Regions from separate parts of the Mus musculus genome. Here all the other regions are linked to region 2. Evidence: chromatin contacts called from public Hi-C and HiChIP or PLAC-seq data. All regions are on one chromosome and are shown on one strand. The core of a region is the stretch at or near the end of the contact, and the rest is flanking DNA. Distances in the headings are between cores, read along the strand shown. Region 1 overlaps Gm13986 (predicted gene 13986). Region 2 has its middle 15 kb from the start of Gm32137. Region 3 overlaps 4930412B13Rik (RIKEN cDNA 4930412B13 gene).

Region 1 (2,700 bases), core at 148-2,647, 500 kb after region 2:
CCACTGTCAGTCTCCACACTCAGATATTTGTTCTCAGTCCAAAGGAGAGAGTTCCTTGTTAGGAAGTAAACAAATAAAAGAAAAGATGAGCAATGTCTCCAACTTAGGGGGGAAATTACCTTTGGTTCCTTGGAAAGGACAATTTTTTTAAAGGTTTGTAGAAGAGCCAATGACACTAGACACAGTATTTTTTATATGAAGTTTTCATAGAGGAAACATATCTAAAATGTCTTATTGAAGAAGCAGTAATGAGGAAATAAAGAGAGGAAGAATGCACACCCAGAGACAGAGACAGAGAAGATAGAGAGCAGACGAAAGAGAGAAGAAAAAGAAAATGCACTGGCAACCTAAGCAAGAAAAAAGGATGCAAAAAATCCCATGCTTTTGAGTTCTACATTTCTAAAATTAAAAATTACAGAAAAACAAAAGCAGAGAGATGGGAGGGGAGGCATCAGCAAAAGGAGGAATAACAAGGAAATGTCTGCATTGTATAGGGATCACTCACACTGTTGCCTCTGCAACAAAGTCCACTGTGTGACTCTTTCATTTACACAGGGCTTGTAGTGTCCCACTTGGATCTCTCACAATTGAGAGTATCACACACACACACACACACACACACACACACACACACACACACCTTGCTTTACAGAGAACAGAGCAGAACAGAGGTATCCAACAGCAGTTAAGTTCTAAAGTAAAATGCATTAAAATATGCTTAAAATATAAAAGTACCTGAGACTGTTATAAATATTCTCTCATGGAGACTTCTACAACCTCAACAAAGATCTCTGAAAAGAAAGTTCAAGAACAAAGAGATTAAAATAGTCTCCGTTCATTGATTGATGATTTCAGTGTGCCAGGCACTGGTGGCATTAAGCCAGTTGTAACCTCTGTGTGTAGTGAACTAGAAAAGAGAGGATTTTAAAACTCACCTCTAAGTGTACTAAGATATCGTGGTCTTATTACAAATTACCATCCTTTATAAGTTTTTTCATTTTCTGTCATTTATCACTTTATAGCTTCCTGCTAGCCACCAATGACTGTATAACTCCATGACAAGAAAGTAGGTGTGCACAGTCCATCTGTACAGCCAGGTGTGCTAAGACAGCAAAAAGCTCCCCAGGAACACTGCAACAGGAGGATGACTGTGGGCCCTGCTCTCTTGCCCCAGGTTTAGACAGACTGAGCTGTCCTTGTGGCAGTCGCTCCCTGGATTAATTAACTCAGAATTAACTCTCAATGGCAATTCAGATTTCTGCTTTTAATTTCCCCCTGTGCTGAAAAATAAATAGGTCTAACCACATTTCCAGGCTCCTTTGCATGGGCTTTCTGTGCCTTATAGCAGGGCAAGACTCGCTGGGAAACATCTGGACCACCTCCAAGTGGGTATTTAGTTTCTTTGTTGTTGTTCAGGATAACCTAGCTAACCGCAGGCCTTCTCCACCACCACACTGCAATGTACCTGAACTAGAGCCAAGATGCCATCCCACAAGATGTACATGAGAAATGAAAAAGAAAGAAGAAAATGAGAAAGGAAAGAGCCAGGGAAAGGAATAAAAATTGTGAATATTTTCTCATTATACATTTTCCTCTCCTGACTTCACAAAAACGTGCAGACCTCGAGTGCACTGTCCTATTTGGGAATACCTCTGCTCTCTGCCCAGCCCAAGAAGATTATAGGATTATTAGCATGAGGTACATTCCTGGGATCCCAATCCCTGGGGCACATGCACAGGCTTTCAGCTTTGGGAGGGAAGTGGGGGCAGGGTGACAAATGCCTTTGGGGGTGTCTGAAGACATGCAGATGGCTTTCACAGGCTTGTGCCAACCTGTGGTTTGTACACTTCCTGCCTTATCCATACCAACTCTGTGCCAACCTCTTTCCCCCACACACCCCAAAATAAGTTAGTTTCTGCTCACTCAAGCAGTACAGGCTTGAAATTTTCTAGGTTATTTATTTATTTTCTTATATTCTTCTCTCACACATTACATTTTGAATGCAGTTTGCCCTCCATCCACTAATCCCAGTCCCTCTCCTCCCTTCTTTTCTCCTTCAGATCCACTCCTCTTCCATTTCCCTTTAACAAAAATGAGCAGGCATCCCAGGGATATCCTCCCTACATGGCCTAACAAGACACAACAAAGCTAGACCTAAACCCTCATATCAAGGCTGGATGAGGCAAGCCAGTAGGAGGAAAAGGGTCCCAAGCACAAGCAAAAGAGTCAGACACTCCTCACTGCCACTGTTAGAAGTTCAACAAAACACCAAGCTACACAAACATAAAGTATCAAAATTCTAACATAGACCTTGAAAGATCAATTCTCAATTTCATATGGAAAAATAAAAAACCCAGGATAGCAAAATAATAATAATAATAATAATCCTATATAATAAAAGAGCTTCTCAGGGTATCACAATCCCTGATCTCAAGCTGTACTACAGAGCAATAGTAATAAAAATGCATGGTATTGGCATTAAAAAAGATAAATTAAGGGAATAGAATTGAAGACCCCAAAACAAATCCACATACCTACAGATACTTGGTTTTTGACAAAGAAGCCAAAACCATACAAAGGAACAAAGAAAGTGTCTTTAACAAATGGTGCTGGTCTAACTAGTTGTCTGTAGAGGAAAATGCAAATTTTGTACAACCACTCCGGAAATCAGTCTGGCAGTTTCTCAGAAAATTGGGAATA
Region 2 (2,700 bases), core at 50-2,549:
TTGCCTTCCATCTACCAAGGCCAGATGTTCTACCTGGTCCAGGTGCTTCCTCCTCATTCACCTGGCCTTGGTAGAAGCCTTCCCACAGTGTGTGAGGGCCAGCTTTGGTGCCAGGTGAGCATCAACCACAGGTGCCTATGAATCTTTGTGACCCCACAGCGAGGCACTTGAATATAAAATATGATCTATTCACAGATAAGGGCAGAGATACATAGAGATTCTGAATCGATTTTCTGAAGTCACACAGCTAGAAACCAGATGTAGATGGAGCTGATGTAGAACCCAGTCATCAAGCTGGGGAGCCTATGCTCTTAATCACCAACTTGCTTTCAACTCACCCAGGAGCTCAGAGTTTCAAGGAGCTCAAAAGAATCCTCTTTAAAATAAAGGTTCACATGTCCAAAGAGCTGTTTCTCCACAATGGATAAGTATTGATATCCAAATTTATCTGTTTTATACACACCTGCATATAAATTTAAAATAAGCAAACTAATATTGAAACCAAATGACTTAGCATTGTCTTTTACAGCAGGTTCTCTGACTCTCTGCCTTATTTCACATGACCATGTTTCCATGCTATTACATAGCAAACTGGTGCTGCATTCCTCAGGCAGGAACAGAACCAGAGAGCCACTGGGGCCAGCTTATTTGTGTGCTCTCAGTTTATTTAAAAAACCATTTGTGTGCATGTATGTGCATGTGTGCATGTGTGTGTGTGTGCCTGTGTGCTCACTCGCAGCATTATGGAGTGGGATTTGGAATGGTTGGAATCAATCCCCATAGAATATCTAAAATAATTTTATGCAAGCATCACAATGGGGCTTAATTACCTGTCCCCATTAGTCAGTTCTACAGCACATGCTGTTACCAAAGTTAATCAGCCATCCTGGTTGCCATTTTTATACAACTCTGTTCATGTCCCCCATAGTCTATTATTTTCATAGTTTTAAAAGCTCACTCTGTTTTTATCCTTCTACTGCTCTAGTCAAAGCTTCTTTTACATATTATTGCAGAGGTTTTTTTTGTTTTTGTCTTGGTTGTTTTTTCATTTTAAATCCTTCAGATTCTTCCTAGTGTTTAGATGTTATTGTGCTGTAGTTTGAATATTAAGCACCAATTACATCTTGAGGGCTTCCCAAAGTACACATCATACTTTCATTTTTTAGGTTTAATATGTGGAAGTCTCTTCCGACTTGATGTGCACTTTAAAGACATTGGAAGTGTCCCTCCTGAGACCCTCCGCTTTCCCTGCTGTGCAGAGAACACTCTTGTTTCATACATGAACCTGACCAGAAGATGGTGGTGTACACCAACTTTTCTCTCAACACAGCAGGACAGGCCCTTTTCAGAGAACCTGGATCATGTACCTTTAGATCTACCAGGCTGTTGAAAACATCTGTTAATTTTATAAATCAAATTTGGTTTATCTGAATGTTACACACTGTTTAGAATTTACCCATTATTAACAAATGTCTTTAGTTGCATTTTAAAGATTAATTCCAATAACTGCTTAAAACAGGCCATTTTTAAACAGTAGAATTAATTGACTATCGCATTTTTTTTCAAATGAAATTCTTAAAGTAAAAATTAACATCTAACTATGGCTGAAAGATAATGAAGTGCTGACTTTGAATTCTGCCCTGAAGTCATGGGCTCTGAGCCTCACAGCGAGCCTGAGCTTTGCAGACTAAATATGTGCTATGCATTCCTGTTCCCAGAATTCCTGGGCTTTCTTCCTGCTCCAAAACCAACATACAGTGACTGTATACAAATGGGCTTTTAGAAATGCATATATTTTACATCATGTTTATATTCAATAATTTAAATGTCAGGAAAACATTTCTTTCTATAAAAATTAACATAAATAAAATATTTGGTGCCATGAATCATGGGGTTTGTCCACACCCTTTGTGACTGCTCAGGCAGTTGGCTCCCTTTCTGGGGCATCTTGAGAGGAAGCTAACAGACTGTCTGTCTCTCGTATGTATTTGTAAGGTCTTCTAGCATTTGTATTTAAAGTATGCCCTTTTGGAATATATTTTCTTTTCTCATTTGCATGTAAATAATGTGAGCATGACCTTGTAAATTTCCCACAGGCTGTTTTTAGAAATAGAGTGTTGCTATGCTGGGCAGGGAGTGAGGGGCTTTGCGCCAGTCTTAAGCACATCTAAGCCAATTAACTCGGTTGGCTTGAGTGTGGTTGTAAGACACCCAAGGTCAAAGTGACAAAAGCTTTCAAGTTTGAAGAGAACAAGAGCTTGTGGATTCCAGACACCAGAAGGAAAGTGTTCCAAGACAGACATTGGTTGTACCCACATGGATAGTCATGGTGACATAGAAAATTATGAGATGGGGCGTAGTGTCTTTCAGTTTGCTAGCGAAGCCCTCAGAGAGGTCGTTCTCAACAGCATGGCCATCTGTGTTTACAGAGCTAGCAGACTTCCTAAGGACAAAGTGTTCTGCATGACTACTTGCGTCTGTACAGGATTCCTGTGCCTCATATAGAGAACTCCCTCCCTCTCTCTCTTCCCCCAATTTTTCATCATTATAGATAATATTGAAAATGACACTGAGATGGCCGGATGCCTTTGCTCCCTGGTGTGATGAGGGAAAGCCTCCGCACGGCATGCACGAGTCCCCATGGAGGCCCCCACAGGCTGTAGTGCTTTCCGGAAGACTATAGAACCTTTTCATCAACTC
Region 3 (2,720 bases), core at 18-2,517, 430 kb after region 2:
GTCTCTGGGAACGCCACACCCGATCATTATGTATGCTCACAGAGCCTCAGAGAAAGACAGAAAGAAAATTGAAGGGAGTGGTGAAGAACCAAACATCACATGTGCTGATAAGTTCCAAAAAATCTCAAGAAAGCAAATACCCAGAAAACAATTCAATGAACCAGACAAACCAGCAATAAATGATGGCTGGCTTTACAGAGAGCAGTGGACTCTCCCCTAGACATGAAGCCCTCCATCCTAGAAGGTTACAGATCCAATGAAGTTCTTTGTATTCTGTAGGTTGGGCCCTCAGACATCAATTAACCAACTCTTCCTAGGCATGCCCAGGCACCAACGTTATCTAGGCAGTTCTTCAACGAATGGTCTTCTCTCAGATGATTCTAGATTGTATCAAGCCAAGCCAGGAGAGGAAGCATTTAAGGCAAAAATTAAAAGTAAAAGCAAAAGCCTTGGTTTTGGAGGTCTGTAACCTGTGCAGTAGCAAATGATACAAAAGTAACCGTCAAAACGACAAGGAAGATACCTGGCAGTGTGCTGTGGTGGGCCCCTTGCATTCCACATGGAGTAGTACTGTGTTCAAGTGAATATGGACGAGTTTGCAGAGCAATTACTGAAGGGGAAAGGAAAAGAATAAAAGCTGAAGGCAAAAGGCTTGAAACTAAGGCATTAAAATGCATATGCTGGGCAAAGGATGCATTTAAGCTGTATAAAGAGTGTCTATGGGCCTGGAGAGATGGTTAAGGACAGTTGCAAAGGATATGGGTTGGGTTCCCAGCATCCACATGGAAACTTACAACCAGCTGTCACTCTAGTTCCAGGGGACTGGATGCCCACTTCTGATTTCTGCAGTTACTAGGCATTCACACGCTACACTAACATACATGTAGGGTAATATGTAATTTTTAAACACATATTTTAAAACAATTTAATATATTATATATACTTTTAAAATATGAAAACAGAACTGCAATAAAGTAGGCTGATACTCGTACATTTCTGGTTAATATTCTCCTGTGTTAGTTGTTGTTATCAAGTTTTATATGAATAAATGGTCATTTTACTTCATAAGTACATGTAATTTTGTATATAATCAAAACACTGATAAATTAAGACTGTTTTAAAGACCCAGTGTAAAGGGACAAACATCTTAGCTATTTCACCAAAGACGACATAAAGATGCTTGACACTGTTACTCATCGGGGGTGTGCAGAGGCAAAGCTCAGACAGACACCACACAACACCCCCTAGTGTGGTTAAAATGAAAACGACAACTGTTAGTCATGATCTTACCATTCCTCTCCTCAGAGATCACCCCCAGAGAAATGAAAACACATGTCCCCAAGCACTGTGCCCAGGAATGCTCATTATGGCTTTATTCAGAGCAGCTCTAACAAAAAGCACTGTGGTGTCTCTCAGGAAAATGGACAAACAAACCATGGCATCTTTCTGCAATGCAATGTGACTCAACAAAAAGAAGAGGATCAAATGCTGAAACAAGCAAGAGCATGCGTGGATCCCTACAGATGCGTGTCAGATGGGGAGGATCGTGAGACACCAGGCAGCTGTGTGAGCATCAGTGACAGAAAAATGAGCAAAGCTAATGAGGGTGCAAGGAAGTCAAAATGAGGCTGACTTTATGCAGTGACACTGACTATGTGAGAACCATCTAGGATAGAGAAATATCTGTGTTCATATGTTATATCTTAATCAAAATGTACAGTTTACAATGTAAGATCTATACATTTTACTGCAATTTCATTTATGTAAAGAAATTTTAAATACTTCAGTAAAACACACCATAGGCACAAACTAACTCTCTCTCTCTCTCTCTCTGTCTCTCTCTCTCTCTCTGTCTCTCTCTCTCACACACACACACACACACACACACACACACACACACATCCATATGCCTTCTTTTTCAGCTCATTGGCTGTGACTGCCCTCCAAAGGTGTATAGACAGGATGATATACATTGGGTGTCATGAATTCTGCTCAGGTCCCAGCCGTGAGCAAGACTTTTAATTCCAGTTTGTGGTCATCCCCAAACTGATGAAACAAGAGGATTTCCCAAGCGAAACTGAGCAGCTGGCTTTGTGGTCAACCCATCACCAGCTGCCATGTTGACAGGTGTCTGACCCAGCCCAAGGAAGAAAAGATACCCACTATTGAGCCAATGTATTTTCTGGCCTGATCCATCATTTAATACATGACATATCACTGGGATACATAAGCATGAATTACAAATCAACAGACTGTTTATTTGAGGAAGAAGAATTACATTTAGGGGTGGCATGCTCTGAGTTAAAGAGGGGGTTTTGCTCACCAGTGTCTACTCAACTTTCCTAAAAATGGTTCCTCTCCCCCATCCGCAGCTCCCTCTCATCAGATCCAGTACTTAGGTTCCTGGGGACTTCAGAAACTAGCAACAACTGTGAAATGACACATATTTAATGACTAAAAACCATTCATCTAAAACCCAAAGCTTTTTTGAAGAATTTGAAACAACCTTTGCTGGCATGCTGAAAGGTTCAGGGGTCAGCACGGAGCATGGCAAGGACACAGTCATGGTCACAATGAAGGACACATTTGAGCAGTTTTCAGAGAACTCATAAAAGATGAGTGCCCGAAACCCCAGTATAAAGAGAGAAAGTCAACTACAGCCTTCCCTTTGTAAATCCAATCTCTATGTAAGGTATTGCTCAATCATAGCTTTGTTTTTG

The links. Hi-C and Micro-C count contacts between places; a contact is called where the count stands out from the background. HiChIP or PLAC-seq counts read pairs in DNA pulled down with a chosen protein or histone mark.
Region 1: a Hi-C map of embryonic fibroblasts shows a contact between it and region 2, with 5 times the contacts expected there. The contact joins two enhancer-like sites. A contact is called at or near these places in 1 of 15 datasets of contacts at CTCF or cohesin (the NIH/3T3 cell line), 3 of 484 Hi-C or Micro-C datasets (adipose-derived mesenchymal stem cells and embryonic fibroblasts) and 1 of 115 datasets of contacts at active chromatin or transcription factors (embryonic fibroblasts).
Region 3: an H3K27ac HiChIP or PLAC-seq map of embryonic fibroblasts shows a contact between it and region 2, with 12 times the contacts expected there. The contact joins two enhancer-like sites. A contact is called at or near these places in 6 of 484 Hi-C or Micro-C datasets (the C2C12 cell line, adipose-derived mesenchymal stem cells, embryonic fibroblasts and 1 more) and 2 of 115 datasets of contacts at active chromatin or transcription factors (the NIH/3T3 cell line and embryonic fibroblasts).

The regions. Positions count from the first base shown.
Region 1 is chr2:117,949,759-117,952,458 of GRCm38.p6, forward strand. The region is part of intron 8 of Gm13986 (predicted gene 13986); the gene reads right to left. Among named protein-coding and RNA genes, the nearest start is that of Gm25308, 130 kb to the right of the region's middle. Within about 2 kb of position 1,398, at least 50 of the 459 cell types and tissues checked have an H3K27ac peak or open chromatin away from gene starts, as enhancers often do. A contact at or near this core is called in embryonic fibroblasts, where this site is marked.
Region 2 is chr2:117,453,917-117,456,616 of GRCm38.p6, forward strand. No RefSeq gene overlaps it. Among named protein-coding and RNA genes, the nearest start is that of Gm32137, 15 kb to the left of the region's middle. Within about 2 kb of position 1,300, at least 13 of the 459 cell types and tissues checked have an H3K27ac peak or open chromatin away from gene starts, as enhancers often do. A contact at or near this core is called in embryonic fibroblasts, where this site is marked.
Region 3 is chr2:117,881,009-117,883,728 of GRCm38.p6, forward strand. The region is part of intron 3 of 4930412B13Rik (RIKEN cDNA 4930412B13 gene); the gene reads left to right. All of the region lies in intron 8 of Gm13986 (predicted gene 13986), which reads right to left. Among named protein-coding and RNA genes, the nearest start is that of 4930412B13Rik, 60 kb to the left of the region's middle. Within about 2 kb of position 1,268, at least 38 of the 459 cell types and tissues checked have an H3K27ac peak or open chromatin away from gene starts, as enhancers often do. A contact at or near this core is called in embryonic fibroblasts, where this site is marked.